Linked DNA regions of Mus musculus: all the other regions are linked to region 1. The links are chromatin contacts, called in public promoter capture Hi-C and targeted proximity ligation maps. All regions are on one chromosome and are shown on one strand. The core of a region is the stretch at or near the end of the contact, and the rest is flanking DNA. Distances in the headings are between cores, read along the strand shown.

Evidence for each region. Promoter capture Hi-C pulls out the DNA fragments that hold promoters and counts their contacts.
Region 2: a contact with region 1 is called in a promoter capture Hi-C map of neutrophils, with 3 times the contacts expected there.
Region 3: a contact with region 1 is called in a promoter capture Hi-C map of erythroid cells, with 2.0 times the contacts expected there. A contact is called at or near these places in 3 of 39 promoter capture datasets (cranial neural crest, erythroid cells and pre-B cells) and 1 of 130 datasets of targeted methods (pancreatic cancer cells).
Region 4: a targeted proximity ligation map of effector CD8 T cells shows a contact between it and region 1, with 10 read pairs. A contact is called at or near these places in 2 of 484 Hi-C or Micro-C datasets (embryonic stem cells and uterus) and 3 of 130 datasets of targeted methods (effector CD8 T cells, memory CD8 T cells and pancreatic cancer cells).
Region 5: a targeted proximity ligation map of pancreatic cancer cells shows a contact between it and region 1. A contact is called at or near these places in 1 of 39 promoter capture datasets (cranial neural crest), 2 of 484 Hi-C or Micro-C datasets (B cells and cardiomyocytes), 1 of 130 datasets of targeted methods (pancreatic cancer cells) and 1 of 9 other capture datasets (embryonic stem cells).
Region 6: a contact with region 1 is called in a promoter capture Hi-C map of pre-B cells, with 2.7 times the contacts expected there. A contact is called at or near these places in 3 of 39 promoter capture datasets (cranial neural crest, neutrophils and pre-B cells) and 1 of 130 datasets of targeted methods (pancreatic cancer cells).
Region 7: a targeted proximity ligation map of pro-B cells shows a contact between it and region 1, with 3 times the contacts expected there. A contact is called at or near these places in 7 of 39 promoter capture datasets (the 3T3-L1 cell line, the C10 cell line, cranial neural crest and 3 more), 1 of 484 Hi-C or Micro-C datasets (cardiomyocytes), 6 of 130 datasets of targeted methods (the 230-238 cell line, astrocytes, bone marrow-derived dendritic cells and 3 more) and 3 of 9 other capture datasets (adipose tissue, embryonic stem cells and liver).

Annotation. Positions count from the first base shown.
Region 1 is chr19:9,981,252-9,984,099 of GRCm38.p6, reverse strand. Fth1 (ferritin heavy polypeptide 1) reads right to left here and starts at 1,454. Exons shown (of 4, transcript NM_010239.2): 1 at 1,117-1,454. The coding sequence starts at 1,230.
Region 2 is chr19:10,828,766-10,831,831 of GRCm38.p6, reverse strand. Cd6 (CD6 antigen) reads left to right here and starts at 1,774. Exons shown (of 13, transcript NM_009852.3): 1 at 1,774-2,024. The coding sequence starts at 1,976.
Region 3 is chr19:10,575,893-10,578,867 of GRCm38.p6, reverse strand. Tmem138 (transmembrane protein 138) reads left to right here and starts at 1,482. Exons shown (of 5, transcript NM_028411.4): 1 at 1,482-1,784. It overlaps Cyb561a3 (cytochrome b561 family, member A3), which reads right to left and starts at 1,711. Exons shown (of 8, transcript NM_201351.2): 1 at 785-1,711.
Region 4 is chr19:10,523,539-10,526,510 of GRCm38.p6, reverse strand. Cpsf7 (cleavage and polyadenylation specific factor 7) reads right to left here and starts at 1,267. Exons shown (of 10, transcript NM_172302.3): 1 at 1,184-1,267; 2 at 451-559. The coding sequence starts at 504. It overlaps Sdhaf2 (succinate dehydrogenase complex assembly factor 2), which reads left to right and starts at 1,302. Exons shown (of 4, transcript NM_025333.4): 1 at 1,302-1,452. The coding sequence starts at 1,417.
Region 5 is chr19:10,496,260-10,499,342 of GRCm38.p6, reverse strand. No RefSeq gene overlaps it. Among named protein-coding and RNA genes, the nearest start is that of Ppp1r32, 15 kb to the right of the region's middle.
Region 6 is chr19:10,687,479-10,690,247 of GRCm38.p6, reverse strand. It overlaps Vps37c (vacuolar protein sorting 37C), which reads right to left and starts at 1,513. Exons shown (of 5, transcript NM_181403.3): 1 at 1,269-1,513.
Region 7 is chr19:9,133,960-9,136,877 of GRCm38.p6, reverse strand. Asrgl1 (asparaginase like 1) reads left to right here and starts at 1,312. Exons shown (of 7, transcript NM_025610.3): 1 at 1,312-1,363; 2 at 1,891-2,091. The coding sequence starts at 1,324.

The sequences.
Region 1 (2,848 bases), core at 205-2,704:
ACTCGGCCTTTTAAAAGTTCAGTAAGGATGGGAAGGCAAACCTTGGGACTTGGCTTTATCAAGTGTTCTACGGCTCGGTATTAGTGCAGAGAAAAAAATTTAAGCCAAGCCCAAATCTACTTGTCTAAGAGGTAGGGTGCTAGAGTATCCTGCATTGGGAGGCCATTTTTCTCCTCCTTCACCAATCATGTAAAAAGTAGCTAACACAAGGTCACAAGGCTTCCAGCTCTACAAACAACCACTGATTTATAAAATTAATGCATCATGCCCTGTTAACAATTGAGGGCATTGCATTTTAGCACAAATATATTAGGAGAAGCTTTGATTTTCAGTTTTAAGCACTCAGTGTATTCATATTCCAGGAATGACAGCCACAGAAGTTGGACCTGTTTCAAAGTCCAGGCCTTCCCCAAACCTGTTTTTCAGAAACTATTACATGGAAAACTTCCTTGTCCAGCAATTGATAGCAGGCTTTTCCCAACAAGTATGTACCTACCACTTGTTAGTAAGCCACACTCATGCAAAATAAGAAAAATACAGTAACATGATGCCTTGTAAATGCAAGGTCGGGGTGACACTGATAACTACAGAAGGGGAGATTCCTAGCGATAAGTTTCAATGCAAGTGAGGCTCTGTGATAAGCAGAGAGGTGGAGGCGGCTGCTTTGAAGGGGACAAGAGTAAGCTCACAAGAGATAAGCCTCTTTACACCAGGCCCCAAGGCTGCCACTCGACACCATGACCAAGCAGACCCGCCATACTCCAGGAGGAACTGGAGCAGGATGCATAACCAAACAGAGAAGCTTGTAGGCCACGTGATCGGAGGGGACGAGCGTGCAGAAAATGCACCTAACTGCAGGGTTGATTGGCCAGGCTGACAGTCGTACTGCCCTAAGGCTTCAAAAAAAAGTGGTGTAATGACATGCCTGATCTATGCAGGAGCCACAAGGTGCTATGTGCTCAGACTTGCCACGGCAGGGCTGCCTGCCTTAGGAAAGAACCCCGAACAAACTCCATTTTCCAGAAGGGCGCTGGAAGGCGGGGAAGCCCGCAGCAGGCCACGCCCCGACCCACCCTCCGCCGGCTCCCCAAGTGGCCCTGAGGAGGCCGCACTCACCATAGACAGATAGACGTAGGAGGCATACAACTCCAGGTTGATCTGGCGGTTGATGGCAGCCTCCGCGTCCTGGTGGTAGTTCTGGCGCACTTGCGAGGGAGACGCGGTGGTCATGGTGGCGGCGGGGCGAGGCGCGGTGGCGACGCTGGAGCGGCGGAACGACGAAGTTGCAAAGGGCTCAGGCTCGAAGCGGCCGGCGGGGGTCGGAGGGGTCGAGCACCGGGTTCCGTTCAAGCACTGTTGAAGCAGGAAACCGCGGCGACTCTGGGCGAGAACGTCTGGCGCAGGAGGGGACAGCGGGCCGCACTTATAGCGGGATCCTGCGTCAGGCGAGCGCTGGCCAATCAGCGCAGCGGGCCGCGCCGCCCCGCCTCTTCCTGTGGGCGTGTTGCCCAAACCCGCAGGGCGCGGGCGGGGAGGAGCCTGTGTGAGTGTGAGGCGACGCAAGGGGCTCTGAGCTTCTGCAAGAGCGGTGCCTGGCAACAAGCGCGCTGTTTCTGTGGCCCGGGGCGGGCGTAGTTGGATCTAGCCGTACTGCAGAGGCATCTGGGTCCCAGATGGGCACAGAGGGTACCGATGAGGATGATTTTCAATTCTCACAGGATATCCCTAAACTCTAGGCAAAGTGCGTGTTGTTAGTCGTGACATACACCAGACAGCGACTTCGTCTTACAAATAGGAAAATGGAAGCGTGGCGCTGTAAATGGCGAACGACATATAAGTTGGACTGGGAAAGAGCGGCTTTCCCTCCTTCAGAATCTGTGGAGAGAAGCTCAGAGGAGGAGTAGGGGAACTATTGGCGAGGAGGTTAGGGTCTACCCTGTTCTTCTGACTCAAGCAACCCCGGCTTTTTGCTAAGGCAAACATGGCTCTGAGAACAGTTGAAAAAACAAAGGCTAAGAAGGCGCATTTCTCCTTAGAGCAGGACAACAGCCGTCTGTCTATAGGGCAATCCTGGGGCCAAACCATTTAGGTTTCTGAGAAAGCCCCTGGTGATGCTTGAAATTAAGAGACGTCTCTGGATTAGAAAAGTAAAGAAGTGACCTACGTGTGTCTGTTTCAAAATGGTCTCCTTTATCTTTCTCAGTAACCTTTGGGTTTGTCCTTGGAGTGAAGTTGATGCTTGCAGAATGGCAGGTGACAGGTGCAGGAAACTGCAGAGGGACAAGCCAACTGTGTCTATCTTGTAGCTGTGGCCCAGCTTCAAAATGGGTGCGAATTCTTGGATAGCAAGCAGAACTAGAGATTAGCCACTGCGTCTTGCTAGGCCCTGCCATCCACATCCACTTGTGCTCAGCCTTGTCTAGTCTTTAACACAGGTGGAGAACCAGCAGATGCTGTTCATATTCTCAAAACTGGAAGTTGGACTTCGATTTTGTTGTTATTGTTTTGAAGCAAGATTGACAAAGTTACTGGATCAGTAACCCAGACTGGCCAGGGACTCTCTGTGTAAGCCAGGCTGGTTCGTCAGAGAGCTGGGATTATAACCCTCTTCCCCCCTTTTAAGGTACGTCTACTGAAATACATTACTAGTACTTAGTCTTTTAAAACTACACGTTATATATGTTCTTTTCAGGAAAGATTTCAGTGGTAATCTAGCTGCAGGATGCTTCTGGATAAATATCCTGGAGTCAGACTTCAGGACGATGGCCCTAGGAGACTGATGCTGAGCTAAAGTTGATGAACAAATTCCCTTTGGAAAGTGGAGGAGGGAGGTGGGGAAAGGAGTTCT
Region 2 (3,066 bases), core at 525-3,024, 850 kb before region 1:
CCATCTCACTCTTGAGAATGTATGCTTCTTGAAAGCAGGGAAGTTGTTTCATCTCTTTTCTTCCCTTGGAGTGACACTCCCAAGCCTCCAGAGATGAGTGGAGTGGAATCTGGAAGCCCGACAAAACTGCCTATGCCCCGGGGCCCTTTGTGTTGCCAGACACTCTTCACTAGAGGGCGCCCTCAGCCGGTACCAGGACAGAGTCCTGTCCCTCTCTCCCTCTGAGATGGGCGGGGTCTCACTGTGGGAGGAGCCTGATTCACTATGGCTTCCCAATTTGCCACATCAGATATCCCCCTCAGCTGGTGGGACACTCCTACTAGTGGGAGAAATCCTCTCCATTACACAAGTGGAGAAATGAAAACAAGCTAGAATGGAGGAAGTGGAGTACCAAAAAATGTTGTATGAGGCATGGCTGGAATCTGGAACCAGTCTCTTTCTAGACTCTAGGGTTCTGCTTAGAGACAAATTATCCATTCCCACATTCTCTCAACAAAACCTATTTAACACCTACTATGTGTTACGAGGGGGGGCTCATTGGTGAGCTAAATGCACAGTCTACTTTCTAGCCTGGTTCAGCACGCCTAGGCAGCCTGGTCCTTCCCGCTCTAGCCCTTTCCTCCCGAATCTTTTCCTTCCCCAGCAGCCTCCCTGCACAGCCATCTGCTGAAACTCCGCTTGCCCTCTTGCCCAGGACACAAACAGCGAGCAGTCCTCAAAGATGGGATCCAGATTCTTTGGCACCTCTGTGCAACTCCCACCTGGGTTGGGGCACGTGGAGGTGGGGGGGAGTCCTTCTCTGAGACCCCCTATTCTTTGGGGTTTCCTTTGGAAAAGCTTAGGCCCTTGCTACGTGCACCCCAGGACTGGGGAAATGGTTCAGTAGTTTGCCAAAGAAGCATGAGAAGCAGAGCTCAGACTGTCAGGACCTACACAAAAGCCCTGCAGGTATGGCAGCCTCCTGAGATCCCAGCACTTAGGAGGCAGAGATGGGGACCTCCAGCGTAAGCTGGCGAGCTAAACTTGTGGAATCAGGAGCTCTAGATACAGTGAGAGACCCAACCTCGATAAATAACAGAGAACAATTGAATTGAAGAAGACTACTCTGACATCAGCTTCAAACTTACATACACACACACACAGACACACACACACACGCACAAATATACACACACATAGATACACACATTCATACATGTGCATATACACTACGCATACCATATGCTCACACACACACTTGCACACACATGCACACACATGCACATACTTTCTCTCACAAACATACACACACATGAATGAACACACACACACACATATTCACACACATACATATATACACATACACGCACACACACTACACACGGCACACCTGACATACCCCTCGATACACACACGCAAAAGAAGAGTCCATCAAGACTCTGTCCTCCTGCCTCTTAGTCACCACATTCCCAAGGACAACACAAACCTTGGAATGCAACCCCATGAGAGCTGGATTCTGTGGGAGGGGCAGCAGGGGCGCATTAATTCACTCTTCTAGCACCAGTTACTAGAGCATCTCTGGGAATGAGCTGTCTCTTTGTGTCCAGGAAAGAAGGCACAGCCTCTTTGTCTTTCTTGGAAGACCCTCAGGGATGCGTTCATTGGACATGGCCTCTGTGATTCTTAGGGTTCACTTTGGTTGGTGGGCTTATGGAAGGTAGCTTGGCTCCCCCACCCCAACAGCCCTGTAACAGCACCCCTGTTACAACAGCCTGGCTTCCTGGAGACCAAAACCACAAGCAGAAGGTAGAGGCGTGAGACACTCACAGGCTGGGCCTGTGTGTAGGAGAGAGAGTGCGCAGCACACAGGGCACTGAGAACAAGAACAGAAAGGGCACCACGGGTGAGACAAGCCATCGGTGGCACAACCGTCTCCCGGAACCAGGATGGCACTTCCTATGGGCAGGCGTGAGTAGCAGTGGAGACAGCACCAGACATGTGGCTCTTCCTTGGGATCGCTGGATTGCTGACAGCAGTTCTCTCAGGTAGATCTCTTCTGTCACCTCCTACAGCTCGTGCTAGGGGACCCGGGTTCTGTCTGCTTGGCCCCTTGCTAGCTGTTTCCTCATGGCCACCTTTGTAGAGCCTTTTAACCTAAGACCATCCTGGTGTGACAACAGCTTGGGGCTTGAGGTGACGCAGGGACCCCTTAAAGGGCCGGATGATGCTCTCATCATAAAAGGCCTCCTGGGAGTGAGGTGAACGAACCTCATGCCTGACTTGGGGCCTAGGTCTGAGGAAGGAGCTCCCCACGCATCCATAGGTGCAGGAAGCACCCGCTTCTCCCACCTTCTTACCATCTCACAGGAAGGAAGGAACGACTCCTTTGAGAGGGAGGACCAGCCAGCATCAGTATTTTCCATGTTAAGTCCCAGAGTGGGGTTCACCAGGACCAGAGACAGAATCCAGGGAGACCCAGGGGACTTCACTCTTAGTGACTTCGGTTCAACCTCTTGGATGAATTTGAGACACAAATGATCAAGAAGGCTTTTGAGTTCCTGAGCTGCTAAGTGCTGAAGTAGTCTTGCATAGTCTGGACTAGGGTTCTGGAGCAAAGGCCCAAGGTCGCCAGATACTTGATAGAGTGCACAGGCCAAGCTAGCAGAAACAGGCAATACACAGAGACTCAGGAATCCCTGTACATGGCAGGCATTCACATTTCAGGGTAGGAAGATGGTATAGAAACAGACTTAGGGTCTAAGGAGTTAGGTCTGCCTTACAGAAGGGGAGCCCAGGCAGAGGGATGGGGACATAAAGCTGGTCAGAGGTTATGAGCACTCGGGGAGTTCTGAAGTGTCTTCTTTCTGTCTGGATCTTCAGGCATTTCATCCAAGTCCCCTGGTGTTAATTGGCATGTGTTTTGCCCAGTAGAGGCCTGGGCTTTTGCTGTCCTTTCTTGACCAGCTGTTTCCAAAGCACTGGCTCTCGGAGCTCAGCCTCCTTCTACTCAGGCCGACGGCAAGGCCTTCTGCTTCTTCCTATCCATCAGTGCCACCACCTCTGCCTCTCTTAAGAGGCCTGACACAA
Region 3 (2,975 bases), core at 233-2,732, 590 kb before region 1:
GCTTAGAACAGATGGGACACTTTTCTGACAGAAGGCCGGAAAGTTAGTTACATTGCTGTCTACAGTTCACAAATAAGCCCTCTCTTTTCCTAAAATAGCAAAAGCAAGGAAAAGAACGCAGGCAAAGGCTGAGACTACGCTCTCACTTGCACTGAGAGAGCAGTTTGTACTAAGACACCAGACATGCTCACCACTGCCGGGTCTCCTGTCCTTGCTTGGCTGAGCCCCATGCTCAAGGAGGGAGTCCACAGACTCTTTAGGCTGTTTGGGCTTGAAGCCTCTGTCACAACTATATTCATTCTTGGCTGGTGTAATATAAGAGTAGCCAGGAAGGGTATCTCAACAAATGAGCATGGCTGTGCCTCGTTAACACCACAGACACTGATGTCTAAGTTTTACATGATTTTCACATTTCACACAATATGATCCCTCTGCCCCAATAGTTTAAATATGTAAAAGCCACTCAGGGTTAGATGTATGGGGTGTAGTTTATCTACCTTGATTTAAGAAGTGTACCGAACCTCTATTTAATGTTTTCCTCAATTCACTGGCTAAAGGATTCTCATAGGCTGAGCTAAAACAGAATCAGTCCCTGGGTTAAGAAGTGAACCTTCCATTACTCTCAGGAAAAGGCTGTACTCCAAACACAGTTACTTTTAGAAGTTAGAGCTACAAACAAAAAGACCAAAGGGCAGAGTTAGTTGTTTCCTCCTCAAAGACGGAGGGACACTAAGAATTCTGGGGACCAGATTTAGAGTGCAAATCCTATAAACCTGCATCTTACAATTCAAAAGTACTGCAGCGCCGGGATCCAAAGAAGAGTAACTCGGTCAGGCAAATGGCAAGCCTGGTACAGGCACCCAGTTCCTGTGTTCAGTTCCCAGAACTCATTTCCAAAGGCAGCCCCTCCAAACGGCAGGACTCAGGAGTGAGTGACAAATAATATTCCACTCAGGAGTGTGAATAAAGTCCACCTTAGCACAAGTGCTCACAGACCGGTCCTTCGTCCTTCGGACAGTCAGATTTACTCCAGGTGCAAGGGGGGTATGACGGTGACTCCTTTAGTCAGGTTGGTTCTAGCAAGTCTTAGATGAGACGCCTTTTGAAAAGCGTGAGAGCCTCTACGAACACCACCTGCGGTATGGAAGGGGCACGGAAAAGTGTCCAATTCTTACGAGGAAAAATAGGCTGAACGCCGAGGTAAGACAGAGCGAAGCAAGGAAGCGGCGGAACCACCACTGGAACCCATAACCCGGCTCTCCCAGCCCGGGTTCTATCCCACCCTTAGCCACACAGTGGGACACCTTGGGGGCAGGTCTCTGGGACCCGCCGGTCAGCGAGAGCTGCCACTCCCTAGGCTCCTCTTGAACCTCGGAGAACTGACTTTCCAGCAAGTCTGCAGACCACGGCATCCGCTACAGAGGGCGCTAAGTGAGATTTTTATAGGCTCGGCCACTTCCGGGGGTGAGCTGGGGCGTCTGGGAAATGGGGTTTGCAAGCTAAGGGGCGCGTTCCTGAGCGGTCCGATTCCTAGGAGCGCTGCGTCCTATCAGCCTTGTCTCTAACCACAGACCCCGTCCAGAGACAGGTGAAATGCTGGGGTTAACAACCTCACGCTAGGGTCGGCCCTCAGCGAGGCAAGATAGAAGAACCGGTCACAGGGAGAGCCTGAGAAAGCAAAGACCCTAACATGGCGGGCAATTAGCAATCTACTTCCGGAATTTAAAGCCAGCTTCCGGAAGCCGAGCGAGTGTTCCCATGACAACCGACGTCGGTTCCTTGAGGTGCGTGTAGATGCTGGGGATCATAGAGTGGCTGGAAGTCAGAATTTTGTGTTGCTATTGCTTTTGCTATGAGTCTTTTGCCGAGGCCTTTCGGTCTGTGAGCGGATTGGGACTGGTGAGGAAAACCGTGTTAAACTGGAGGGTGCTCGACCGCGTAGCCAGAGCGAGGGGCGTTTCTGCCTAACGGATGCCCTTGGTAGAGCCTTACCAAGTGGTGCGTTTGACTCTACTCATTTGCGAGCTGGAGGAAATGACTCTATTTATGCGTCCTTGCCTATAGCCAGGGGATAATTCTTTCCTACCTTGCAGATTGTTATGAGGATTAAAGTAAATTCTCTTGGTTAACAAGATTATCATGGCGCTGGTACCTAGAGAGATATTGTGTGAAAACTCAAGCCCAGAGAAGTTACATTCATATATTTAAAGAGAGAGAGAGAGAGAGAGAGAGAGAGAGAGAGAGAAAGAAAAGAAAAGAAAACCACGGGGCTTTTCCACCGCGGAAGGTGGACGGGTTCCGGACCCCTCAGAACCTTTGCAAAATGAGGGTTATATGCACTAAAATGGCTGCTTTTCAAGTCCAGGGATCAAGTAAAGTTATAAATATGCTCCCCTCACTTGCTGCCTCAGTGTTTCTGTCATAACCTTTATAAAGTTCCTCTAGGAGAGTACTTTGTCTTCTCAACTCCTTCTGTATGTGACACTGTCCATTTCTATGAGGACATATTTCTCACCTACTTAGATAGCACTCTATAAATTATGAAATAGGCTGGTTGTATAGTGCCTCTTAGAATACCACTCTGCCACCTACCAGCTGTGGAATCTTGGTCTAATTAGTTACCTTTGCTGAGCCTCAGTTTTCTCATCTAGGAATTGAGGGAAATAAGAATTGATTTTCTACCTTATGAGGTTATTATAAGATTTTAATAACATCTGTGATTGAAACAGTTCCTAGAGTGTTGCATGAAATATATAAGGGTTTTATTTACTACCATTACTACTATTATGTGACCAGGCTGTCACTGCTCTGTAGTAACCCTAAATATTCTTGGTTAGAGTTGTGTATTTGTCAGGTGTGGGTAAATTCCTGTAGAACAGGCTCTCAGGGTTTACCCTGAGGATCAGGGCAGGAGGATCAAGAAGTTAAGATGAGCTTGGGCTACATAGCAAGATCTGGTTCCAAAAAAAAAAAAA
Region 4 (2,972 bases), core at 18-2,517, 540 kb before region 1:
AAGCAGTTGGTATACTGTGGCTTTTAAAGTAATTTCATGGTACACCATTGGGAGGGGACCAAGCAGGGGGAGGGACCAACATGCTCGAGCCACAAGTTGAGAGAACAGCAAAGTAACAAGCATCGAAATTATCTCCGCAGTACTACAACAAATGTAATTTTCATTTTTAATTATGGTTAGTCATTCAACTTTGAAATGACTTGGGGAAAGAATTCCACAGGCTGATTCACCATACTATTACACTTGGGTTTTTATTTGCTCTTAAAGCAAGCCCTTTAAAATTGAAGCCTGGAGGTTCAAATTAACCTAAAGAGGAATGGTCAGTCGTCTTCAAAGCCACCGCTAGGGGGAAACGCTTCGATATTACAGGGAATTATTTTGAGCTGAGAGAGAAACCACTGCCAGTAGATTGATGGAAGAAACCCCAAAACTGCTGCTAATTCCTCTCACCTGATTGAACTCTTCATCAGCGTATATATCAATCAAATCCACTCCTTCTGACATGGCTCCGGAAATACGCTCTCGAGCCCGGAGAACCGACAAAGTAAGAAAGATGCCACTACGGTATTCAGAAAAGGGTAAAAAATTTTAAGGCACAAGGGTCCCAGGCTGGGAGGAGGGCAAGGGTCAACAAGCTCTAGTCTCCCAAGACGCAGCATCCCGGCGGCCGGGAGCCTGGCCCCACCCGCTCTGCCCCGCCCCCAGCCTCGCGCCGCCCCCAGCTCTCCCAGGCCGCTCGGGCTCGCGGAGCTCGCTGCCCATCACCCGCGGGCCCGACCCGAGGTGCTCCGAGTCGGCGCCCGTAGTTGCCTATGGCGCCACCGCCAAGTCCGGGCCTCGACTCCTGAGAGGGCCCTCAGGCCGCGCTGTGAACCACCGCGGCGAACGCCGCAAGCTCAGCCCGTCGCACCTGCTAGGCCCAGGGGGCGTCCCAAGCCGGAGCCCCCGCGGGCCCGGAAGCTCCCGCCGCCTCCACACCAACGGGGCCCTGTCCTCGCCCTAGGCTAGGCCTGCCCTGCTCCCTCCCACAGCTCCAGGACCTCAGCCCCTCCCTCAGAGGCCCGCGCTTCCCTCCACCCGCTGTCTTCCGCCGCCGCCACCCCAACCGACCCCCTCCCTTCCGCGGCGCCGGCCCCCGCCCTCCTTCCGGCCCCGCCGGCCCCGGGCCGCGCGCCCCCGTTACCGGGAATATGGCGGCGGCCGCGGAGAGTCCCGACTAGGCCCGAAGCGCGCGAACCGCTCTCCGCCCCAGGTCCCGCCCCCCCCCCACCGGCGGCGTCACACGCACCGCTACTTCCGCCATACGCTCGGTTGCGCCTTCCGGCTTGGGGTCCACCTCCGCTGAAGTCCTCAGATCGACCGCCCGGAATTCCCGGAAGTGGCCCGGTTGCCAGCTTACTGTGCTATAAGAGAGAGATGGCGGTGGTCACCTTGATCCCGACGCTGGCGCGGGTGAGAGAGCCGGGTTCGGGGCGGGCTGCAGCTAAGACTGTTTCGTCCTCCTCTGTGCCGTGGAGACTGTAGGGAGAGTTCACCTACCCCACAGACCAGGGAATGGTCCCCTCAAGGCGAGGCGCAGGCTGGAGCCGATCATGCAGGGAATTTTCCATTCTTTCCTGAGCCCACGGTGTGCTCGAGTGAGAATACTGGGTAATATGTGGTTAGGTGGCCAGTCACCGTGTGAGACTCAACGCATACCAGGAACAGTTACCGAACCTCCCCCGAAAGCCTCCTAGCTTTTCTTGAGCTTCTTCCCCCGTCTCCCTTTTAAAAGCCGGTTTTAATTTGTTACTCAGGCTGGCCTCAAATTCGTAATTCTCCTGTCTCATCTTGGTTTTAAATGTTTGAGAATTTTCCGTTTTTATTCCAGTAGTGTTGAAAGCTAGTTGGTATGGTTTATCTTAAACTTATCAAGACATGTTTTTTGACAACTTGTGATCTCCTGGGCATAATTATCTGTACATTTGAGAGGAATGTATGATCTCTTGTGTGGAATGCCTGTATATCTCAGTTAAATATTCTTAAATTAGTATTGTTCTGGTTGTCTAGTATTGATTCCGACATCTATATATTCTATTCCTTATTAAAATGTGGCATTAAAATCTGTTGTGTTCCCCCACCAGTTCTGTCAAGTGTCTCTTCCATATATTTGAGTGCTCTATTAGATCCACATATATTTATGATTATTATACTTTACTGCTAACTCCTTAATACTATGTAATATTCTTTATATCACATATGACAATTTTGTTGTTTGTGCTAAGCACCAAACCCAGAGCCTTGCCTGCTAGGCAATCGCATTTTCTTTTCTTATTCTTTTTTTTAGACTAAAAAAGTATGTACATGTGTTTATCTGCCTTTGTGAGTTTATGCATACTATGTGTGTAGGTGCCCATGAAGGCCAGAGGAGGGTGTTTTAAGTGTGTCGGTGTTTCTGCAATGCTGTAGTTTTGTTAACACTCTTTTAAGTTGTTCAGTGTTCCCTCCTCCTTCCTTGCTACCCTGTTTTTTAGGTACTAAAACTCCTCAGCTTCATAGTAGTTCTGATCTAGCCTCTCAAGTGCGTGGATTACAGTCATGAGGCACCATGACCAGCTGGTTGCTCTGCTCTCTTATTCTCAGTGGCTACTGGACTTCTTAGAGTATGCTGGTTAGTGTTGCAAGTTGTTCAAAACAGAAACCAACCAGTCCCTTCGGCAATGCCAACCCCCATGTTCTAGAACATTAACCATACATTCAACTCTTCCTCGAGCCTCGGGGAAGAGGCTTGTAAACAATACTAGATTTTATCTTGCTTTATCTTCTATGGCCTTCTGCACCAAAACTAAGCAGCTCTCTTGGTCTCTATGGTCCCTCAGCATCTGGAATGGGCTGTGTCCTGTTGTTGCTCTGAGACAAGAGAGACAAAAGCCAGCTCCACAGGCAGCCTCTGAGAAGCAGGAGTTTCAGGTGGATGCCCCCACCCGCACCCC
Region 5 (3,083 bases), core at 378-2,877, 520 kb before region 1:
ATCAGTCTTGAAGAATGAAGATATGCAGAGAAGAATTCTGATCCACAGTGATGAGACGGTAAAGCTAGGTCCTGGGCTGCACCTGGATTTAGAGTAAAATGCAAGCCAGGCACATTATTTTATGTAACTAGCCAGCAAAGCATCTGACTCTGTTTGTTTGTTTGTTTGTTTGTTTGTTTGTTTGTTTGTTTGTTTTAAATGTGGTCTCAGGTAGCCCAGGGTGGCCTTGAGCTTGATATAACTTAAACCCCTGATCCTCCCGCCTTTACCTCCCACAGGCTGAGACTACAAGTGTGTGCTACAAAGCGGGTGGGATGGCTCAGCTGCTAAAGGTGTTTTCCACCAAGCCTTGGAACCTGAGGTCAATCTCTAGGATCCACAGGGTGGAAAGAGAGACCTGACTCCTCCAAGTGGTCCTCTGACCTCCTATGCATACTATAGCACTCACAAAATACAAGGCTGTGCTCCACACGCAGCTTGTTAGTATTTAATAAGGTTGGAGAGATGGCTCAGTGCCTACTGCTCTTGTGTTTGGTTTCCAGCACCTATGTTGTATAGATCACAATTTCCTGTAACTCAGCTCCAGAGGAGGCCAACCTCTAGCTTCAGTGTGCATCTGCGCTCACACACATACCCCACTCAGACCCATAATTAAATGTAATAAAAATCTGGATCAAGAAAGATGGCTCAGAGCACTTGGGAGGCAAAGGCAGACAGATTTCTGAGTTCAAGGCCAGCTTGGTCTACAGAGTTCTGGGACAGCCAGGGCTATACCGAGAAACCCTGTCTAAAAAAAACAAAAACAACAACAACAAAGAAAGATGGCTTAGTAGTTAAGAGTAATTGCTGAGGACCTAAGTTCAGCTTCCAGCACTCATCAGGCAGCTCCAGGGCATCTGACTTTCTCATCTGATGTTAGAGAGTACCTGCACAGGTGTGCACATGAGTGCGCACGCGTACACACACACACACACACACACACACCAAAATTTGTTTTAAACCTAAAAAAAAAAGGTGCCTATTGTAGTACCCTGGAACACACAGGGAAAAGAACCAAGCTGTTAGGAGCAGATGTTGGGGGAGGGAGAGAGAAGGGTGTGGCTCAGTGGTTGAGCATTTGCCTTAGTGCGCATGAAATCTTGCGTTCAATCCCCGTGACAGATCTATAAAGCTGAGAGCAGTTCTTTGGGAACTCGTGCTTAGAGTCCTAGAACTGTCACTGTGACCACATTTCTTCTCCAGCTTCTTCTCTTCTGTAGATGTGAAACCTGAACCCCCTAACCTTGTGCAGGGGGTAAGGACTAAAGGAATGAATGCAGGGGAAGTGCTCACCGTGGTACTTGGCACCCTAGTGACACAGTGGTAGCCATCCATAGTAAATGATTAAGTCTGACCGTGCACCAGATTGCTAAGAGTCCTATGTGGATCTTATTTAATCCTTGTTTTCCATTTCCCCCGGTTGGTAGGAAATAACAGGTTGGTAGGGTGGGTTGTTTGCTCAGAGTCACAGGCAGGAAGTGATAGGACTAGGGTCTGAAAGGAAGCAACGGCCCCGGAGCTACCACACTGCAGCATGGCTTATAAGCTCCTTTCTCCTCTTCATCTGCGGTCTGTGGGAAGGCTACTGACTGGTGATGACTCAGTGTAGCTGCCCTCCAGTGGCTCCCTGTAGGACTAACTGTGTTAGTCACTTCTTGTCAAGTGATGCCTGGCACTATTAAAAAGGAGGCAAGGTTTGTTTTAGCTCATGTTTTCAAAAGGTACAGCCCACAGCTGGCTGATTCTGTTACTTCAGGGCTGTGGAAGCAGAGCACCTGAGCAAAAGGCTACGGAGGGCCAACACCTCATCTCATAACGGCCAGGCAGTAGAGGGAAGCAGGAAGGAACAAGATGCATCCTGGTTATGTCCCCAGGACCTTTTTCCTCCTACTAGGCCCCACCTTTTTTCACTACCTCCAATTAATGCCATCATATAATAACTCCACAAGGAATGAAGTCAGAGTCCTCAGGAGCCCCCCAAACCCATCATCTGGCAATGGTGTCCCCCCAGTATATGAGCCTGTGGGGGACATTTTATATTCAAACTATAATGAGTAGCCTGGGGAGTTGATTTTCACAGAGAGATGGCCACAGCCTCAGCCACTGCAGACTTAATTACTTAAGCCCTCCAAGTAGGACACAGGCAGCCAAGCTCTCCCTGACAGTCTGAGCTCAGACTTCCTTTGGGCTTAGGAAGAGGGGAGCAGGAGGGAAGGATTAGTATTCCCGTCTTGCTTTGAGTGTTTCCTCCTCTCCTGAATAACAGAGACAAAACTGAATCTTACAGGGTTGTCCTGTCACCGGCTGGCTGTTTTTCTCAGAGTGGGGAAGGAGGTTGGTCGAGTGTTATCAGGAAGTACATAGGGACCTCACCCCAGGGTCCCCAGTTTGGCTTTCACCCCATCACAGCTCCTGCTCCAAGGCTGTGGCAGAAAAGCCAGCATTGGTCCTGAGGCTGGAGAGCCTAAGGCTAGCCTTCTTTTGAGCCAGACCCACGGTCCCTGACCCTTGATGCAAACCATCTCTCAGCAGAGTCATGCTGTGGGAGGTTTTAGTGGCTAGTGAATTAGATACTGCGCCTCCTGTCCAAGCAGAAACAGGATGAGTGATGCTCAGAAATGTAATTGGGAGGATAGACTGTAATGGTTTTCACTAGACGCTGGGGATGGAGAAGAATGTGCTTACTCTTTCCTTGAGGCTCCCACTGTTTGCCTCTGCGCCTTATTTCATTGATTCCCAAGCAGTGTGCTAGACTCAGTACCAGACACAGAAAAATCAATGAATGAGTTACAGCTCACACCCCAGGGAGCACTGGAGAAGGACAGCTGAGTAAAAGGCCTGCAAGACCTCATCCGTGGGCCTCAGCCACTGACCCCCAAAGGCAGCAGCAAGACAGAAGCCAGCCTTGGGTGGGAGGTCTGCCTTTGCAGTAGCTACGCAGGCCACAGGACAGTTAAGGTTGTACACAGAATTTTCTTGTTCTGGATTCAGCTTGCCAATTGGGATTGCCAGACGGACTCTGAACCCTGCAGCCTTATCCTTTG
Region 6 (2,769 bases), core at 264-2,763, 710 kb before region 1:
TTGCTTTGTTAAAAAAAAAAAATCTAACAGCCACTCATTGGTTGATAGTAGCCAATTCTGTAAACGGGTCACCAGTCACTCAGAGGTGTTCTCTATATCCAGTAACCAGTGTAAAACACCCCCAAAACAGTACCCAGCAAGGACAGCCACACAAGCAATCAGAACTACTGCTTGGCAAAACAGCAACAGAAAACAGCCCCACTGAAGCACTCCATCATGTTTTCTACTTAATGGAAATTACAAAGGCACTGGGCCAGATTTCCAAGACAATCTTACGAAAAAGGCTTTTTTTTTTTTCTGGGCACTATGACTGCCAAGAACAAAGACTCATTTCAGAGTCCACCATTTCACCCAGCAGCCCTCAGTTCCACAATCCCCAGATCAGGGCCCTCCCTGGGCCCCAAGCAAAGAAGAGTCTTTCCCTTCTAAGTCCCTCTATCACCACCATTTCTAGCTGCAGGACTGACAGTCACTGAATGTGGAGTGGCACGCTATTGGTAGAGACACCTGGAAAATATGCAGGGAGCGATGAAGGAGCCCTGGTATCCGTGAAGTTTCTTGGCTCAAGGTGGCTAGCCCAAATCTGATTGACAAGGTATAGGCTGGACTCAAGAAATGTGACCCTGATGATAGTCCACTCTACCAGTAACTCAAACACATCTCTGGGAATGTCTTGGCCCACCAAAAAAAAGTGAAAGAACACCCCTAAACGGCTGTGAGGGGAGAAACAAAGCAGAACCAGGCACATGCTGGGACCATACACCTGGAAGGCCCAGAAGTAAGGATGGCTCAGCCATGCTGGACAGTTCAAGTCGGGGTCCAGAAGAAAGGGGAAGAACCCTTACCTATTGCTAACCTGGGGAATGATACAGGCCAGCAAGACAAAGGCCAGAGTCCCTCTAACTCCACTATATCGCAGGGGCAAGTCAGAATACACACAGGCCTCAGTTTCCCAATCCGTACAAGGGGCAAAGAGGCTCTTAATGACACAAAGGCCACAAGGTACTCCTACAGAGGGTGAAGGGTTGCGTGGCGTTAGCGGATAGGTGGGAGGGGGCGGGGCTGAGGCGACCGGCGAGGACAGCCTCCCACCGTCCATCCCTCCCACCCCACTGCAGGGGCGCAGGCCCGCGGGGAGTCACGCGCCCATCGCGCCCAATCGCCGGCTTCGGCCAGGAAACCCATCTCTGAGTTCGCCGGCAACGCCCCCGGCACGGTAGGCCGCTGCCCGCCGCCGCCCGAGACCTTCCCCAGCGGCGCTCACCTACCGGGGCCGCCGCTACCGCGGGCAATCAGCCGCTGCCCGCACTTCCGGGATCCACGAGCCCCGCCTCTACCGGATGTGACTTACTCCCGCGTCCAGCTGAGAACGAGCCGCACTGCCCCTCCGCCGCGCCCCGAGTGTCCTGCCTTGTAGGCCTAGGGGTGGCCACGATACCTGCACTCAGACGCTGGTGGCTTCAGGCGCCACACCCGCGGAAGGCCACTCGGCCCCGCCCGCGCGGGGGAAGGCACCACCCCTAGCCCCGCCCCCGCCGTAGGACTCCGCCCATTGCGAGTACGCCTGCGCAGACTTGCAGGCGTCCCTTCGTTTGCTCTGAATATCCTGAGACAAGCGTGGAACTTCCAAAGGGAGGCTCCAGATGGGCTCTTATTGCACCACGGTATCCCCGGCCTGCTGCGCACACTCCTTTTTATAGTTTGGCCTCAGGACTAGAATGGCTGCGGTCCTGAGTCCCCTTCAGACACTGCTAACAGCTCTGAGCTTTCCTAAAAAATCACCCTTTGTCAGGACCGTAGATTGCTCTTACTCGTCTGTAGATGAGTGTGTAAGCGTCAGACTTGATCCATCCTCACTCGCCCAGAGTGACAAGCCTCAGGAAGGGATGGAAACAAACCAGCCCTGAGAGGTGAACGCCATTCCACTTTGGCTGCAGTGGTTAGATTAGCTTCCAGCCTAAGAAAACCCTGCCACCCTTTGTTATACATTAGAACTTTTGTTGCTAGTGGCAGAGACCAGCACAAATTGGCCTCTTCAAAATGGTAATTGCTGGGTCATACAACGAGAAGTCCAAAGGCCCTAAGTGATACCAGGCTCAGTGTCAGAGGCCTCCACCTTCACTTGACTCTGACTTCTGTCCACCCAAAATGGATCTCACCTCAAAGAGAAGGAGAGAGCCAAGAAAGAGTGACCATGACATGGGACACAGGTTCAGGTTGCCTTAAATAACATGTTCCAATGTAAAAGTGCTTTTGTGAAGTCTGTACAGTAACAGAATAAGGCTACCCCAAGGCATTTTACAAATACATTGCTGGGACCATCAGGCCAGTGGGTAATGAGAAATTAGGGAAAATCTCTGTTTGGGTCTGAGGTGCTATTTGATTACATTTTAGCTTTGGGGTCTGCTGAGTTAGTGCATCCCAAAAGGTTTACCCGATAATCACATTGATATGAGGTAAGGCACAGAAGTGAGCAACATTTATTAAGGAGAATAACAATAATTATCAGTTAATTGGACCCTGTAACATCCCAGCTTTCCACAATCAAGAAGTTCTAATCAGTCAACAGAGTTGCAATTTTATTTATTTATTTATTTATTTATTTTTGAGGGGGGACTTCCATCTTGTAAGTTTCTCTTTTGGGTCATCGAATTTCATCAAGATCTCCCACTTTTTCTATTTCATATTCTAGATCTAAAATGATCATCATTGTCCCCATTGGTCAGAACTCCCTCCCCTTTACTACCTCATGGGGTCCCTGGGTACTCA
Region 7 (2,918 bases), core at 63-2,562, 850 kb after region 1:
CCTTCTCCAACATCTCTTTTGCATATGATCTTTCTTCAAGCAGAAATCTCTAATTATGTAGCAAATAAACACAATAAATGAAACCCACCCCAATGAGGACAAGACAAATCTACTCAAACCTTGCTAATGCAAAGGAACCAACCAGCCACTGGTTTTGGTAGAGACTCAGAAGCAGGCAAACGGGTAGGAAAGGGCTCTATGGGGAAACAGGCTGTGTCCTGTTTGGATGCTCTTGGCCTAGGGAAGCTAGGGATAGACTAACTAGAAAAGATGGCCCTTTGTGATGGTTAGGGGAATCAGATACAACTTTTCTCTAGTTGGTGGTAAGATGGAAACAAGAAAAAATATTAGGAAAATTGGCACTTACCCACCGGGTCCTGACCATTTGAAGCCATCTTTATTGAGGTTTATTGAGGTCTACAGAAGTAATGGTTGGGAAGTCTTACACAAGGTCAGCCCTTTTCATTAACATATGAGCCTGGGTTGCCCCACCTTAAAGAGAGAAGGACTTGCAAAATGAAAGTCTATCTTTGACACCAACTCATCTAGCCAATAAACAGTACAAAGCGATTGATAACGAAAATAAAATATTGCTTCAGTAAATTTAAAATTAGAAAACAAAGGTTGTGAGAAAAAAACAAACTCATAATTCAAGTAAAATTGCTTTACATAATAAAGCAGGGCATTCTTCCTAGGTGTCACTGCTACAGAAACCTGTAGATGTCACTGGCATCTGTTCTCCCTCTTTGACTATCAGAACAAAACTAGACTCTAGGATCCCTTTGGTGAATACGAAGTGTTTGGTCTTCTACCCCTGCCGCCACAACTGCTGGAAGCAAGGAAAGAAGAAATGTCAACAAAAAGAGGGCACTGAGAGATGAAAGGATTTAGAGCTGGCATCCCTAGACTTAGAGGAGGAGAGGAGCTGGGATTTCTGGGCTCTCAGAGTGTCTAATGAACAGAATCTGTCAAATTAGAGGCAGAGGTATACTTTATTTTCTTCTCTTCCGAAAGATTAAGATGGGGAACTTAAAGGGAAAAGGTTTTAATGTAGCATTCTAACTAGCAAGACTTAAGAGCATGCGATAATTTCAAGGCAAAGGAGACAAAGGGTCCCGCGTGCTACTAGGGAAGTAGAAAAGCAATGTTATTCTAGATCTGGAGTCCCGGAAGGCTGGTGCGCAGCGCTAGGGACCCCGGGGCTTTACGGTAACTCAGCAGCGCCCCGGGCCCCCACCCTCGTGCGCAAGCGCGGAACCGTTGCCTGCAGAGCGGTTGCAGGCGGAGCGGTTTGCTGCCTGGTGGCTTGGCCAGTTTGACATCATGGCGTGCGCCCGCGGCACCGTGGCGCCGCCAGTCCGAGGTATGGGAAAAGAAACAAGAACAAAAATGTAGGATTTACCAGAGACGAGGAGCTCAGGTCCGAAGGACGTGGGGAAGTCCAGTCCTCAGGGTACCCCGGACCCTAGGTGGAGTGAACTGGAACAGAGAGCACGGACCCCGGGAAACTGAGGCACAGAGAGATTCCTGGGAGGAGGGCTGGAGCTCTGATACATGCGACCTCAGTACTGGCGCCGAAATAGAGGCTGGTGTTCTCTGGGGAAACTGAGGCTGAGGGGTAGCGCTGTGGCACAAGCGCAGGCTCGGAGTCTTGACACCAGGCTTTCTGAGCCACAGATGCCCCTGCCAGGTCGGAGTGGGAGAGCATGGGGAGGAATGCTGGGAGGCTTGGGTCGCTTTGGGGTTTTGTAACAAAACTCTCACTGAGCGGGGGGGGGGGGGGGGGGGGGACGGACGACACTGAACGGAAACAACTTTGACGCTGCTGCTCACTTGAGTTGGTTCCCTTGGACCGGTACAAAATGACACTCGCCTCTTCCTGATGCCTAGCCTCCATCGATGTGAGTCTCGTGGTGGTAGTCCATGGTGGCGGAGCAAGCAACATCTCAGCCAACCGGAAAGAGCTGGTGCGCGAGGGCATCGCCAGAGCGGCAACCGAGGGCTACAAAATCCTCAAGGCGGGAGGGAGCGCGGTAGATGCTGTGGAAGGAGCCGTGACTGTCCTGGAAAACGACCCAGAGTTCAACGCAGGTAAATTATGCTTGCCAGGTGAATAATGCCAAATCGGAGCAAGTTCCTGTCCACACCGACGCGGTATCCTTCAGTCTGACTGGCTTTGTGGTCAAATAATACTCTAGAGCAAGATGCAGTGCTGAATTTCCTCATTTTGCACTAAGCAACTTGTTTTGAGAATTTTTTTTAAGTCTGTTAATTCGCCTTTTATATAGCCTGCCCCCTAAGAATTCAATACTAAAAGCCAGGCATCTTGTTGGAGAGCCCTCCATAGCCTGAAACCATCTTCAAGCCTCAGCCTTCCAAGTGCTGGCTTTACAGGTGTAGACTTTTGGTATTTGTGGGTCTTGAGGTAGACTCTACATACCATAAAATGTAGCCATTTCGGCTTTGAGACCTGTGTGTACATTCCCTCCCTCTACCCCTCTGCATCTGTGTGTTTTCTCTGCCTCCCCCAAATTAAGCTCAAAAATCTTGAAACAGATGCTGGGAGAATCTTTTATTATAATATCCGGTCCCTGCTAAACAGTAAAGTCACTAATCATCTTCTGACTAGAAAATTGACTCTGGATAGGTCTCTAGGTGGAGACTGATCATTTTACAGACCAAGCCCTAAGTGGGAATTTGAGATTTACAGCCCCTCTCATCTTCTAGAAAAGAAAAAGGGGCCCCCACAATGAAGCAATCCAAAAACTATCCCTGAATTTTGGGGATGGGAAAAACCTCCAAATTGGTGAGTATGGTCGTATGCCAGTCCCAGCTCCACAGCAAAAGTGGGCCCAATACCCAGCACCCTTCCAGACCCTGCCCGGTGTTTGTTCATCTCAGTGTTGAACTGCCTCCTT